Linked DNA regions of Hordeum vulgare: region 2 is linked to region 1. The links are chromatin contacts, called in public Hi-C maps. All regions are on one chromosome and are shown on one strand. Each heading gives the region's core, a stretch centred on a gene start, on an enhancer-like site or on the middle of the called end of the contact. The rest is flanking DNA. Distances are from core to core; before and after follow the strand shown. Region 1 has its middle 400 kb from the start of LOC123429891. Region 2 has its middle 170 kb from the start of LOC123425760.

Evidence for each region. A called contact is a pair of places that touch in the nucleus more often than the background predicts.
Region 2: a Hi-C map of leaf shows a contact between it and region 1, with 5 times the contacts expected there. The contact joins two enhancer-like sites. A contact is called at or near these places in 2 of 6 Hi-C or Micro-C datasets (leaf and seedling).

What each region holds. Positions count from the first base shown.
Region 1 is chr2H:184,410,379-184,417,827 of MorexV3_pseudomolecules_assembly, forward strand. No RefSeq gene overlaps it. Among protein-coding and RNA genes, the nearest start is that of LOC123429891, 400 kb to the left of the region's middle. Within about 2 kb of position 3,868, at least 1 of the 3 cell types and tissues checked has open chromatin away from gene starts, as enhancers often do. A contact at or near this core is called in leaf, where this site is marked.
Region 2 is chr2H:185,097,979-185,105,427 of MorexV3_pseudomolecules_assembly, forward strand. No RefSeq gene overlaps it. Among protein-coding and RNA genes, the nearest start is that of LOC123425760, 170 kb to the left of the region's middle. Within about 2 kb of position 3,268, at least 3 of the 3 cell types and tissues checked have open chromatin away from gene starts, as enhancers often do. A contact at or near this core is called in leaf, where this site is marked.

The sequences.
Region 1 (7,449 bases), core at 2,618-5,117:
CCATCGTGAGGATATCAGGAGTGGATTTCGATGGGGTTGAGGAGGTGAAGGAGGAAAAGATTGATGATTCTACATAGAAGTATATTATACACAATTAGAGATTAACCAACATAATTCATTGAAACTCATGACTTTAGTCAGTTGTTTCATTCATTTATATGCATTGTAGTTCGCAGCAATGCACGAGCGTTCTGCTAGTTAAAGGGAAGTTGGTAGGTTGGCGTCACCTCCTCCATTGGTTTTCTCCCCACACCCCTCCCCCTTTGATATTATGTTGAATTTTGCGGTAATATCAACGGATGCCGCACAAAAAAATATCGTAAATATGGTAACTTGGAATAATCTGAATTAAATAAGTACTTTTCCAAAATCACGCCCTACATTAACTCAATAAAATCTTAACAAAATCTCAACTACTCCCTCCGTTCCTAAATATAAATCTTTTTAAGAAATTTCACTAAGAGACTACATACGAAGCAAAATGAGTGAATATACATTCTAAAGTATGTCTATATACATCCGTATGTAGTCCCCTAGTGAAACTTCTAAAAAGACTTATATTTAGGAACGGAGGGAGTAAATCCAAACTTTTCCCGCCTTCCCCCATGATCAAATAAAAGTAAATTTTATCAAAATCATGAAAATAGTGGGTGTAATATTTATGTAGCCAAGATTGATGCATGCCCTCATTACATTGCATGGAGAATTAACTTCAAGCGCTAGAATTAACTTCAAGCGCCAAATAGCGCCAAATAGAGGCCAAATCGTACAGGACACGCACACCCGCGACCGAATGGGCTGGCCCGCTTAAGAGTGTACGTCTAGCCTTTTTTTTGGCGGTTTTTAGGCTGGTTTTTCTTTTTCGGTCCGATTTTAGCTGACATTTTCTTAAATAAGTTTTATTTTGTTTTCCTCTTCACGTTTAAATTTAGGAGCTTTTCTATTTTAAATTGGTGACTTTTTTTGAATTGGTACGTGTTTTCAAATGAATGAAATGTTTTTCCAAAATCTGCAAAGTTTTTCAAATATGTGAGCTTTTTAAAAATTCATGATTAATTTTTCAAACCCATAGAATTGATTTCAAAATCAACAAACTTCTTTCAAATTCGCAGAGTTTTTCAAATGACAAACATTTTTCCTATGCATGAATTTTATCAAACATGTGAAACTTTTTCTGAATCTATGAACATTTTTTGAAATTCATGATATTTGTTCCAAATTCCCCCAAGAAAAAGAATCCACAAGCTTTTAAATTTTGTGAACAATTTTTTAAGCCATGGCCATTTTTTAAATCCATAGATGAATTTAAAATAAATGAAGTGCTTTGAATTTGTTAATGTTTTTCAAACTTTTGACCTTTTTTTATTCCACAATTTAAAATAATATATAAACCTTTTTGTAAACCCATGAATATTTTCCGAATTCATGCAATTGTTTTTAAACCCCTAGTTATTTTAATCCACTATCTTTTTCAGACTCATGAACTATTTTTCAAACCAACTAACTCTTTTCAGCTTCATGAATATCCATGCTCATAATGTTTTAGGACAGTCAATTAGTCAACGGTCAACTAAGCTAAGGAGAGTAAAGGAGAGACGCTTGAGTGGGCGAGTGTGCATCCAGCTCGTGTTCTTGGTCCGGCCCACATGCATCGGGACTAGGAGCTCTCAATTATAGCTTTTTTTAGCTACTACCTCCGTCACAGTTTAAAAGGCACGCACGTGTACCTAGGTCGTTAATTTAACTTATATAAAATCTATTATTTAATATAAAAATTATATGATTAGAAAATATATCATTTAAAAATTTTTAATGATATATTTTTTGTAATATATGCTTATCATGAAGATGGTCAAATTAATGATCTAGATACACGTGCCGGACTTATAAACTGAGATGGAGGGAGTAGTAGTGATACATACCCGAGGCGTCGTCCAGGTCCTCAACAATTTCGCAACTAACCGTACAATCAGGCGATGACTAGGAGCTCTATTTGGGCTAGCTCATTGTCCCCAAAAAATAAAAAATGAGTTTTTTCAATGTATTGATAATTTTGAAAAATATTCTTATTTCAAAAACTATTCATTTTTTAATATATGTTCAAAATTTCCAAACAATGTTCGAATATGCCATTGCTTATAGTTTTAAAAAACACATCATTGTTCATTGGTTACAATGGCTAGGAGCGCGCCCCTAATATGAAGAAGTCAGGTGTTCGAGTACCTCTTCAAGCACACAATATTTTGTGATTTTTAGCTCAGCGCCATGAATTGGTCAACCAATCAAGTTGTGTGTCGTGATTCCTTTTATCACATAATGCTATAGATAGGAGCTCCTCAACTGGTGTGCCTAGAAACACAGGGTATACACATCTTCATCTAATAATAAAGGGAGGAGGCTTGCATATTTAACCATACATTTATTAGCTCTCCTTGCCCCCCAAAAAAACAGAAAGCAGACTTCGTCTCAGGAGCTCTTTTCCTCTCTTTTTTTTGAGGATCGGTCTCGATAGCTCCTAATCGGCGTGCTAGCAACCGTAGTTTGTGCTCACGTGCACGCGCAAATGGGCTGGCCCAACTACCCCCCATCTTGATCACTCGCTTTTTCGGACAAGCCGCAACACAGAATTGGTTCGGTGAGAAAAAAACCAGAGTGATTTTTTAGTATTTCAAAACTTTGTGGAATAAAAAATATGTATGCAGGTTTGAAAATAATTCATAGATTCTTCGAATAGAGTTCATCAATTTTAGGAAAAATCTTCACAAATTTGAAAATGACTTTTCTAATTAGAACATGTTTGGGTGGCATCCTGGGACTGATACACATGTCCTTAGCCCCTCCTAGATAAGGTACTCCTATATGATGTCAACAACGTTACTCCAAACATTACGTTTTGGGTTTTTTCTTTTTTTTTCCTTCTTAAGATTTTTTATTCTTCTGCGTTTTCATTTTGAAAAAATTATTTTTCGATAGGTTTTTGTAACATATGGTGTTTTTTTTAAATATACGGTGAACATTCCCTCAAATTCACACTGAACTTCATTAGTGTACACTGTACTTTTTTGAAATACATTCGGAATAATTGTTGAATATACAATGACTATTTTTATTATATACACCAAACATTTTCTAACAGAGAATGAACTTTTCGAATTATATGATGACATTTTTTTAATACACACAGACACTTTTCTAATACATTGTGAACGTTTTTAAATATACACATATTTAAAACGGTTTAACGTACATACCAAATAAATGCATCATATACTCGAAATATTTAATGTATCTTTTAGTATCCACCATATACTAAAAAATGGTTTGGTGTGTATTTGAAAAGGTTCACCATATATTAGTAAAAATATTCACCATACATTGCAAATTTTATAAGAAAAAAAATGTTCGAAAGCAGTGAAACAATGAGAGAAGAAACAAATCCAAAAGAAGATAATAGGAAAATAGGAAAATAAAAAATCGAAACAAAAAACAAACACATAGAAGAAAAAAAAACTTAAAATGATGAACGGAGAAAAAAACAAAATAACAAACCAGCAACGAAAATAGCAACGACCCCGTAGAGAAAACCTGGAATGAGTGCGGCCCACCTCGCCCCGAGTGCAGGCCACGGATAGACTATTTCCCGCTGGTACACGGCAAATAATATTTACCGAGGGTCTTGGCGGGAAAGTTATATGTGTCAATTGTGTGTATCTTATCTTATCTTATCTATTAATAAAGCAAATAGTGTTTCTTCCATACGTCATCCAAATTGTCCTTAAAGTTGACTAAAATTATCCACCAATGCCACCTATAAGTCATAAAAAACGTTTTAAACAGAAAAATTTCCAAACTGGGCCGGCCCATGTAGGCACCTCTTATATTACGCTCTAGGGGTTGAAAAAAGATGCAGCACACCTGTTTGCGCCGGCCCATGCGTGGGCGCCTGTTTTTTTATTTAGTTTTTTTATTTTTATTTTCAGTTCCATTTTGTTTTTCTACTTTAAATAATTTAGAACTTCGAACAACTTTTCTCAATTTTAAGAAACTGAGAATTTCGAAATTAAATATTCAAAAAAACATATTTTTTTGTGAATTCAAAAACTACTCGGGAGTTTTGAAAAATGTTTGCATATATGAAATGTTTAATCTTTGAGAAAATGTCCATAAAATAAAAAAGTCAACGATTTTAAACAAAAGTCCGTGTAAAAATCTTAAAAACAGTTTGTGCCTCTATTTTTATTCTCATTTTTTATTTTCATTTTTCTGTTCCATTTTTAGTTTAAATAATTGAGAACTTTGAAAAACTTTTGCAATTTATAAAACTGGGAATTTTGAAATAAAAGTGTGAAGAAAATATAAAATGTTTGTGAATTCAAAAAATGCTCATGATTTTTGTAAAAATATTCGCATATTCAGAAAAATGTTCATAATTTTGAGAACAATGTTGGTGAAAACAAGAAAAGTCCATTTTGAAAAAAATTGTGTGTTATTTTTTGAGTGCAATTGAAAAGAAAATGTTTGCTAATTCAAAAAATGTTCATGCATTTTAAGAAATGTCCTAAAATTTTAAAGACATAATATGATCAGCATCATTGGAGATTATAATTATTTTTCTTCCGTTGCAACGCACGGGTCATTTTGCTAGTATTATTAAAGTGGAGTTGGTAGATTCGCCTCACCTTTTCCTATGATTTTTCACCCCACGCCTCCTTCCCCTTTGATTTCCTATTGTTTTTTGTGGTAAATCTCAAATGATGCAGCATGAAATAAAAAAAGTAAACAGAGTAACCTAGAATAATTTAAATCCAATTATTACTTTCCCAAATCCACGTTTTGCATTAACTCAACAAGATCTTAACATAATCTTAACTAAAGCAATTTTATTGCCCTCTTCTACCTATACTAAATCAATTAAAATGCTACAAAAATCTTAACTAAAACAAAACTTTTCTTGTTTTCCTCTACCTGTGCTCAAATAAATAAAATCTTACGAAGATCATGAAAATAATGGGTGTAAGATATACTCCCTCCCTTTTTAAACATGAGTCTTTTTAGAAATTTCAGTCAGGGACTACATATGGAACAAAATGAATGAATATACACTTTAAAATATGTTCGTGTACATCTATATATAGCCCGCTAGTGAAAACCTCTAAAATAATTTATATTTAGAAACAAAGGGAGTACGTTGGACAAGATTAATGTATGGACCCGTTGCTCCGCATGAATACTTATCTTTACCTACTAACAAAGCAATTCGTGCTTCTGTCATTCGTCATTAACATTGCTCATAAAGTTGATGAAAATTATCCACAATTGCCACTTATAAGTCATAGAAAACGTTTCAAACAGTAAAATCTTCGGACTGGGCCGGCCCATGTAGGCACCTCCTATATTACGCACTCGGCATTGGAAAAAGATGCAACACACCTATTTGGGCTCGCCCATGCGTGGCCACCTGTTCTTTTAGTTTACTTTTTTATTTTACTTTTCACTTCCATTTTTTTCTACTTCAAATAATTTAGAACTTCAAATAACTTTTCTTAAATTTAAGAAACTGAGAATTTTGAAATAAAATATTAAAAACATATTTTTTTAAGAATTCAAAAACTACTCAGGAGTTTTGAAAATGTTTGCATATACAAAAAAATGTTTAAATTTTTAGAAAATGTGTGTAAAATGAAAAAATTCAATAATTTTAAACAAAAGTCCGTGTAAAAATCTTAAAAACAGTTCGTTCCTCTGTTTTTAGTCTCATTTTTTATTTTCATTTTCTGTTCTATTTTTTAAAATTTAAATAATATCGACTTTTGAAATTTTTTTCCAACTTATAAAACTGAGAATTTTGAAATAGAATTTTGAAGAAAACATAGAATGTTTGTGAATTCAAAAAATGCTCGGGATATTTGTAAAAGTATTCTCATATTCAGAAAAATGTTCATAATTTTGAGAACAATGTTGGTGAAAACAATAAAAGTCCATGATTTTGAGAAAAAAGTTTGGGTATTATTTTTTTGAATGCAATTGAAAAAAATGTTTGCTAATTCAAAAAATGTTCATGCATTTTAAGAAATGTCCTAAAATTTGAAGGACGTAATATGATCAGCATCCTTGAAGATTATAATTATTTTCTCCTGTTGCAACGCACGGGCCCTTTTGCTTCCGTAGGAAAACCCACCGTGGTATTTTTATAAAAAAGTCCCTATAATTTTTGTTATTCAACCCGCGCTCCATCATTTATCTGCAACGTAAAAGAAAAACGATTCGCTGCAAAAATTATACCCTGGGCCACCCTGGCCTGTGCCCAGGCCGCCGCCACACCACTCGCCGTCGCGACCGACCTCAACCGCCACCGCTGCGGATCTCAACCCACCCGCCTCCGCGGCCGTACCTCTCGCCGCTCACTGCCCCCGTTGCGGCGCTCGAGCGCATCGCGTCGACCCTGATCCACCCTGGCCTGTGCCCAGGCCACTGCCACACCACTCGCCGCCGCGGCCGACCTCAACCACCACTGTTGTCGATCTCAACCCACCCGCCTCTGCGGCCGTACCTCTGCCCGCTTGCTGCCCCCTTTTCGGCGCTCGAGCACAGCTTCTGGATCAAATCAACGCGATAGCTACAGTGACTGGGGATGATGCGTCTGCTCGATGCAGAACGGCGGCGGCGCGGCGGAGCGAAGTACTTGCAGGTGGAGGCGGGCGTTCATGGCTCACACGGGGAACTCCGAGGTTATGGCGCGGCAACGGCGACTCCTTATGGCCAGATAGAGGCGCCTAACCCTTGCTTCCCTCATCGTATCCCCTCCTCCGACAGGAACTCATCATCTGGTAAGATTCCCTCCCCATGCCTCCAACCGTGTGCCAAGCATCGACAAGAAATTTTGTTTTGTGTGGATTTGTTTGGTGATGAATGAATGTATTGAATGTAAGATTGTATTGTTGTAGAGACAGAGAATGGTACACCACCTTCAGTTTGTCATCTAATCCCACATTCTCTATCCCATGAGTGAAATAAGATAACAGTCAATTGATCAATTCACGTAACCTCTTTGTTTTGCTTTGTTTGTCCCGCTCAATTTCTCATCATGGTGGAATTAACAATGGACGGGTTGCTTTCTCAACAAAATAGGACTGACCACATTAGTTAGTTAGCTTATTATTTTAATAAATCAAAATGATTATAAAAAAATTAAAGCGTGTGGTATTTTTTTTCTCCCGTTGCAACGCACGGGCCCTTTTGCTAGTCTAGCCAAATCATATTTGGCACTTCACGCACTCAATACAGCCCAAAAATCGTTCGGGGTGGAGATCCCCACGCCTGAATGGACCGGCCCACTTAAGACTGTACGGGTAGCATGGTATACTGGCGGGATATTTTGGGCCAGTTTTTCCTGTCTAATCTTTAGCTGAGTTTTTTAATGTTGGACAACACTATGCAGCGGCACCGCAC
Region 2 (7,449 bases), core at 2,018-4,517, 690 kb after region 1:
GTGGGCAACCATTTGAGGATATCTGACCAAGCCTTTGTTGACGGCGACGAGAAGATAATTTCCTCGTGGGTGCGGCCGACGCACACGAGGCTCTCTTCCAACAGACCAACGGTATAAGGGGGTTTGTGCTTAATGAAGCTATCCATGATGGCCTTATCCATCTTCACCGGCGGCGGCGGCGCCGATAGTAGAATCTCCGGTTCTCTTCCACCACCACCTTCAATGTCCACTATGAACACCGTCGACGCAGCTGTAGCAAACATAATCTTCTTGTGTCCGTTATCCCCACTGTATATTTCAAGTGGAGAGAGACAGTTTGACCGCAGCAGAGCCTCGGGCCAAGCTTGTCGTTGGATGCAACAGAGCTGCTCCCATTGCCCGCCTCCATCGTAGCACTTGAGCCGCCAGATAAGGTAATGGCCGTCTTTGAGAGGATCTTCTCCATAGTGAAGGCACAAGCATCCATCCAGTACTGTCAGCTCGACCTGGAACAGAGCATTCTCTAGGCCGAGCGGCGGCAACAATGAGCTGAAAACCTCATCGCGGACGTCGAAAGTGATGATCGTGCATCGACCTTCCTGCTGAACAAAGTGCAGGTATCCATTGAAGAAGACGGCAGCGGTGGACTCTTCCCGCAAGGTGCACGACGGGGGCCGTCCGTTGGCTGGCCGCCAGTGCGTGGACGCGTTAAGCGACAAGACCTCGCAAGTCGTGAAGGACACATCTCGTCGAGTCCGGTAGAACAGCCGTACCACCTTGTGTTCCTTGGTAGTTGAGACGTAACCCAGGCCGTAGGACACGGTGCCTCCGCGATGCGCCATCAGGTTGTGCGGTATACCGCTGTCGGGAAGAAGCACGAGCGCGCCCGTGGATGGATTGCACACGTAGTGCCCGTGGTAAGGCCAGCGTCGGAGGAGGACGAGGCCATGGCAGGGCTTGGTGAGCACCTGGACAGCGCAGTCTGGCGCTAGTCGCGGGAGAGGGAGGACACCGGTCAGCTGCTCCACCGCTCCGCCGTGGTGCCACGAGTAGAAATGGTACTGCGCCACCGTGAAGAACAGCCTCGGTGGGCCGGACTGATGCTTGTTGGCTCTCTCCAGGTGGAGGTCCGCGAAGGAGCGCGACGAGAGCGTCGTGTTCCAGCATCTTGACATGCAGCGGAAGCGGCCGACCGACTTGGCTGGCAGGCGAGCGAAGACCTCGGTTAGGATCTCATCCGGTAACAGCGGCAGCGGCAGCGGCAGCGGCGCCGGGGCGTGTTGGTTCCTCGTCCGTTTGTTAGCCGTTCTGCTCGTTGATGCTTCATCCCTCGCGTGCTTCATCGCGTCAACTGATGATCTCACTATCGCGTTGGGCAACTGGGACTGCTCTGTAGATATATAGGCGATTGCGGCGTCAACCTAAAATGGATACGGATTCGGACTTCTTTTCCAAGTTGTGATGAGGTGTCTTACGGGAGGTCCTATTGGACGCATATTGTGTTAAATTGTCGACGTTTCGCACAGGCTGCTGATCGAAGAGAAGTTGGGCCGGCCTATTCATCTGTTGCACGATTCCGGTTTTAGAAACCTTCCAGAGATTTTCAGCTGGTTTTTAATCTGTTTTGGAAACATTCTAGATTTTCCCAGCCATTTTTTACGGTTTTCGGAACTTTCTAAAAGATTCCCTCAACTGATTTTTTTTGTTTTTTGTTTTCTTTTTTATTTTTATTTTTCTTTTTCTGTTTCAAAAATGTTCTGGATTTTAAAAAAATGTTCCCAATTTGAAAACAAATGTTCCAAAATTGGAAAAATGTTCTGGAATTTGAAAAAATATTCCGGATTTTCAAAAAAATGTTCCAGGATATTACAAAAAGTTTTGGAGTTTCAAAAAATGTTCCGGAATTTAAGAAAATCTTCCAGAATTTGAGAAATAATTCCGAAATTTGAAAAATGTTCAGAAATATGAAAACCCCTCCAGAATATAAAAAAAGTTCAGGTATTTAAAATAATGTTCTAGAATTTAGAAAATGTTCCGGATTTTGAAAAATGTTTCCGCAATTTGAAAATTGTTCCGTAATTTTAAAAATTGTTTCGGAATTTAATAAAATGTTTTCGCATTTTACATAATCTGCCGGAATTTGGAAAAATGTTCCGAATTTGATAAAATGTTCCAGATTTTTGAACAATGTTCAGGAATTTGGAAAAAAAATGCTCTGGAATTTTAGAAAAGAAATCTGAATTTCTTATATAAATATTTCGTATTTTTGGATAAAATTTTCCGTAATTTAGAAAATGTTCCAGAAGTTGGAAAATATTCTGGCAGTTGAAAAAAATGTTCTAGAATTGTAAAAAATAGAAAAACATTTACTAGAATTATTTCAAATAAAAAATAAGCTGGGTCAGAATGTTACTGTCTTCACGTTTGTATAAAAAAATCTTGTTTTACCAAAAATCTTTTGTTTTTTAAATTGTTCACAAATGGAAAACTTGTTCAAATTTTCTTCACCAATACTGAAAATATTCATGATTTAAAAATGTTCGGGGATTTTAGAAAATGTTCTTCATTTTCTAAAAAAGGTTTTTTCATTCTCAAAAAATGTATGGAAGTTTAAAAAAAATTCAGTTTCAAAAACTGTACATAGCTTCAATTAATGTTCCCGCTTGAATATTTATTCACAACTTTTCAGAAATGTTCGTGTTTCCAAAAAAATCTCATATTAAACAACTGCACAACTTTTCAAAAAATGTTCCTGTTTGCAAAAAGGTACATTTTTTGAAAAGATGAACGTTTCCAAAAGAATGGTCGAAATGAAAAAATAGTGTCATTCTCAAAATAATTCTTTTTTTTTCAAAAACTGCACATTTTTGTAACTTCTGAACATTTTCCAAAATTTTGATCTTTTTGTTAATTCTGAAGAACAAGAAGCAGAAGAATAAGTAAATAAAATAAATAGCATAAAAACTGAAAAAGAAAAGGAGAAAAGGAATCGAAAAAAGAAAAAGAAATAAACTAGAAAAGAAACAAAATGAATTAATAAATTTAAAAAACAAAAAAAAGAAACAGAAGAAACCGTATATATACTAGTTTAAGATCTTTATAGAAGGTTCCCAAAACTAGTTAGGTACCTTCTAGAAGGGTCCATAAACCGGACGTTGTAACTTGTGAGTTCTCACACAATTGGGCCAGTCCATTTCGATCGCCAGTTGGTTCGTCTCAGTGTGAATGATTGACACGGTGCCGCAATGAGCGGTGCATAGGACCTCCTGTGTTTTATAGTCCGACTCAGAGAACAACGATCTAAGTTAGGTTTAAAACTTGTTTGGTTGGCATCCTGGACCTGATCCTTGCTGGACCCGCCTAGATCAAAAACTCCTATCTAACGCCCTATTTGACGCTTCGCCGAAGACTACTCCAGGCGTGCTGGCCCACGTAATGGCTGTTCTGTTTTGGTATTTTTCTTCGTTTTTAATTGTTTATTTTTCTCTTTTTATGATTTTTTGTTTATCTTCTATTTGTTTTATTTAGCTCATTTTCTTTTCCTATAAGGTTAATTATTTCTAATATACGAAAAAAATAATTTAAAACTCATACTGAACTTTATCAGTATCTGGTGAACATTTTTAATAAACATATTGAATATATTTTTAGTATACAATAAATACTTTTATTATATACACTAAAATTTATATAGAATACCATGAAATTTTATAATTATATGATCAATATAATTTGATATACTTAGAACATTTTTCTAATATATGGTGAACTTTTTTTAGTGTACACATATTAAAAAATGTGTAATGTATTATAACAAAAATATCATCGCATAATAAGAAAATATTTAGTCTATTCTAAAAATATCCATCATATACTAAAAAATACTGGTATGTATTTGAAGAATGTTCACCACCAGCGCGACCCCACCCTCGTTTCCACCACCGATTCCTCAACATCTCGTACCCATCACTCTGTTGTGCGCATCTCGTGGACGGTAGTGATGATGTTCCCGCTGTGGCCAAGGTCATGTCCGACACGTCAAGATCAATGAGGTCACCATGCACGTGTTGTAGGAGGAGCTCGCACATGTCACCATACTCAAGACTTCAACAACCCCATGTACACTCGTGATAGGCGCACCACCGTCCTCGGATAGCAGTGGTTCCTTCACGAGATCATCAACCATCTACCCCAAGGTAAATTTAGATATTTAAATGTCTCTTCACTCTACTTGGGTTAACTGTGGTACAGTTCTAGTGTATGTAGAAGAGTAGAAGCACAGGGCTTCATAGAGGCATTATATTTGTGTAAAGGCCTCAGATAACGATGTGCATGATGGCAAGGCTATCGACAAAGCTCCTAGGTAACCGAGGGAGAGAGAGAGAGAGACCCATCAAGTTAGTGGGTTGGCAATATGGCACAGCTACAGCGACGTGGTTGTCAGTGTGTCCTTGCCTTTGGCTCCACTATTGCTCGGCATCGTACTTTCCCTACACCATCAACACCCCTCCCTGTCGTCTTTGCTCTGCTCGATGTGTTCCACTTCTGCGTCATCATGCCTCCTATTTCTCACCGAATGGCTACACCAACATGGCTCACCTCCATGTACCATTGATATTGAGATCGCAGGCCTAAGTTTCAACGCACATCCTATGTTTAGTTACTTGATATCAAGGCTAGTTTCACTCGATGCCAAAGTAAACTACCACATGTAAGTTTCGGGCACGCATTTGTTTCAGATTCGGGATTTCATGGTTGTCGAACTTTTTCTCATATGGTGTAGTAGAAATGCAAGCTTCATTATCTTGCAGTTATCTATTTTTTCAAAATTGCACTCTTCTTGCCTTTAGTTATGTTCTTAACCAATCAATTATTACTTGATCATCATATGATTGTTTGCTTTGCTCACGTGTATATTCAGATGAGTGGTACCCCATCCTATTGTTAGATTAATCATGAACCAAGAGAGCATAGTGGATGGAAGGGGATACCAATATACATCTATCTCGTCGAGGCTAGAGAGAATTTGATTTGATTCATCCAGGCTATGCAAATGGGCTTTATTATTGAGTAAGCATGTTTCTGCACGTAGGAGTGGAAACTATTTGGTTAGACGACCAGGGTATAGGTGAATCTGTTTACAGAAGTGGTTCATCAAAATATGTATTTATTGAAATTTTATGAGACCTATTAGTGTGTTAAATACAAAGCATGTGCTAAAAGTTTCGGGTACATGGTAACTTTTCACTTTCGATTCATATATTGTATGTCGATTTCACATCTCGAGGTGTGATAATAGCCATGAAGCTATTGTTTAGTTAGTAAGAAATTATATTGCCACTTACAAAATGGCATCTATTAGGGGAAGATTAGACTTCTGCCTTTTTCAGCAGCTATCTCGTGAGATGCAAAGTTTAAGAAAAAACACATACGTATTTTGATATACCTGATCATCATTTTACATATGTATATGTAAGGCAACTTTAGATCAAATTTTATAAGATATGTTCACTTCTTATAATCTGTTCTCTTGGTGCTAGGCTAGTATGAATTGTTCTTAGAAAATTTTGATATGAGATGACGAAATACTTTGAAATCTTATTTATTGCACATTTACACCTTCGAGTGCATAGTATTAAATGGGTTAATATGGGATACTCACAAGTATAAACCATTTATTTAACAACAAATGCATAGAAGTAGCATGCACAATAATTTGATCATATTATCCTAATTTTGTTGAATATTGTTTCAGGTTTTTAGCCATAGCCCTTTCAAGAGTTTGTTCTGCTCATTTGAATGCAAAATTTTAATGAAATAAATATCCCTGTTGTGATGTGTGTATTATCATTATATGCTTGGTGTACATGTTTTAGATAAGCTGACTCCTTGATAGCACTATAAATCTAGGAATGCCGTGAGTATATGATGTATTCTTTTCCTAATGTGCATGCTAATATAGTTGGATAGTTCTTTGAGACAATTATGTCTGAAATACAAGATGGTATCATAAAATAGGTGGTTTTCCCAAGTTTCTTGGTGAAGTGTAATATATTCGACCATTAGTAGCACTACTTCACCACAAGGCATAGATGTACCATAATATTACTTCTCGAAGTCACATTGAAATCTGTATCCACTATGACTAACAAGTAAACTGTTTAGGTTGATCAAATTTGTATATTTTGAAACTGTTTCCTCATATCATTATTGGAAGAGTGCAGTTTAGTCCAAATATAATTAGTATACTTTAGTTTGGTTCAGTTTAGGACATAGTCAGTATTTTTTAGAACAAATAATGAAAAGTATATGATGTGAAGATCACGATAGGCTTGTGCTTGCAATCTCCATGTAGTTCTGTTGCTCCAAATCTTCTCCTATAGGTTTGTTATATCTTGTCTACTTGTAGAACTGGGATGTAGTTAGTTTCCTCTTCAATCAATATCAATTTGTTATAACATTGTCGGTTTGTGCTTATTTGTGATTGCTAAAGGTAATTCAAAGATATGTGTAGAAGGAGATTCAATTTGCATTCTGGTTCGACAACCACAACCTCGCAAGGCCATCCAGATGGACCGACAAAACTCTTTCATTTTTGCACTCGCTCCTTACCTATCAGCTCTCCATTGGGTGTCTCTATTGTGGTTATTCCATGGAGGGATAGTTTCTTGATATGGTTACTCCATGGACGAATTGTGTGTTTCTATGGTTACTCCATGGACTAATATTACCTTTCCACTTGAATATTTCTATTACAAAAATGTATACCTTTGTTCTAGACTAATAATTTTATTGGCGTGCTTGAGTTCCTAGAAATTCTTCCCTCGGAATGCTACTGTAGTTTTGGCCATCGTGAAATGTGTGAAGTTTGTAATGACATGAGATTTCACCAATGGCAATGCCTCCAAAATTTCCGTTGTTCAATTCATATGCTTAATTTCTATTTTAGATAATGGAAGATTGCCCCTATCGCATCTAATTCTGAATTAATGTTTTTGTATAGTTATGATTATATACTATTCTATGACTATTTTAGATAGAATTAGAATGAAATTTTAGATAGGATAGAAGGGAGGCCGTCATCTGCAACTCTTGAACATATCATATTCCATCAGTCCAAAAATTATGATATCCCGCTAGGATTGTATAATTTATATCCTACAAGTGCAACGGTTTTAGTTGTAGCCTTTCCGTGGTAAGAGTACCCACAAGGAGCACATGAATCAATCTTTTGTCCTGTGCAGGGTGCAAATAATGTGCATGTAAATTTTAAGTGATCGAGAACAAGAATAATAATAAATATGGAGTTGCAAGTATAAAGGTGAATAATTCAACTCAAATAAATAACTAGAATTGTGAATGAGGCTTGAGACAAATGGGATTAAAACGTTCCCACGAGTCAAGAATCCCCTCTCGTGTGTATCCATAGCGGTTCCTAAACACAATGTTACTTTGAATTCCTAAGCCACT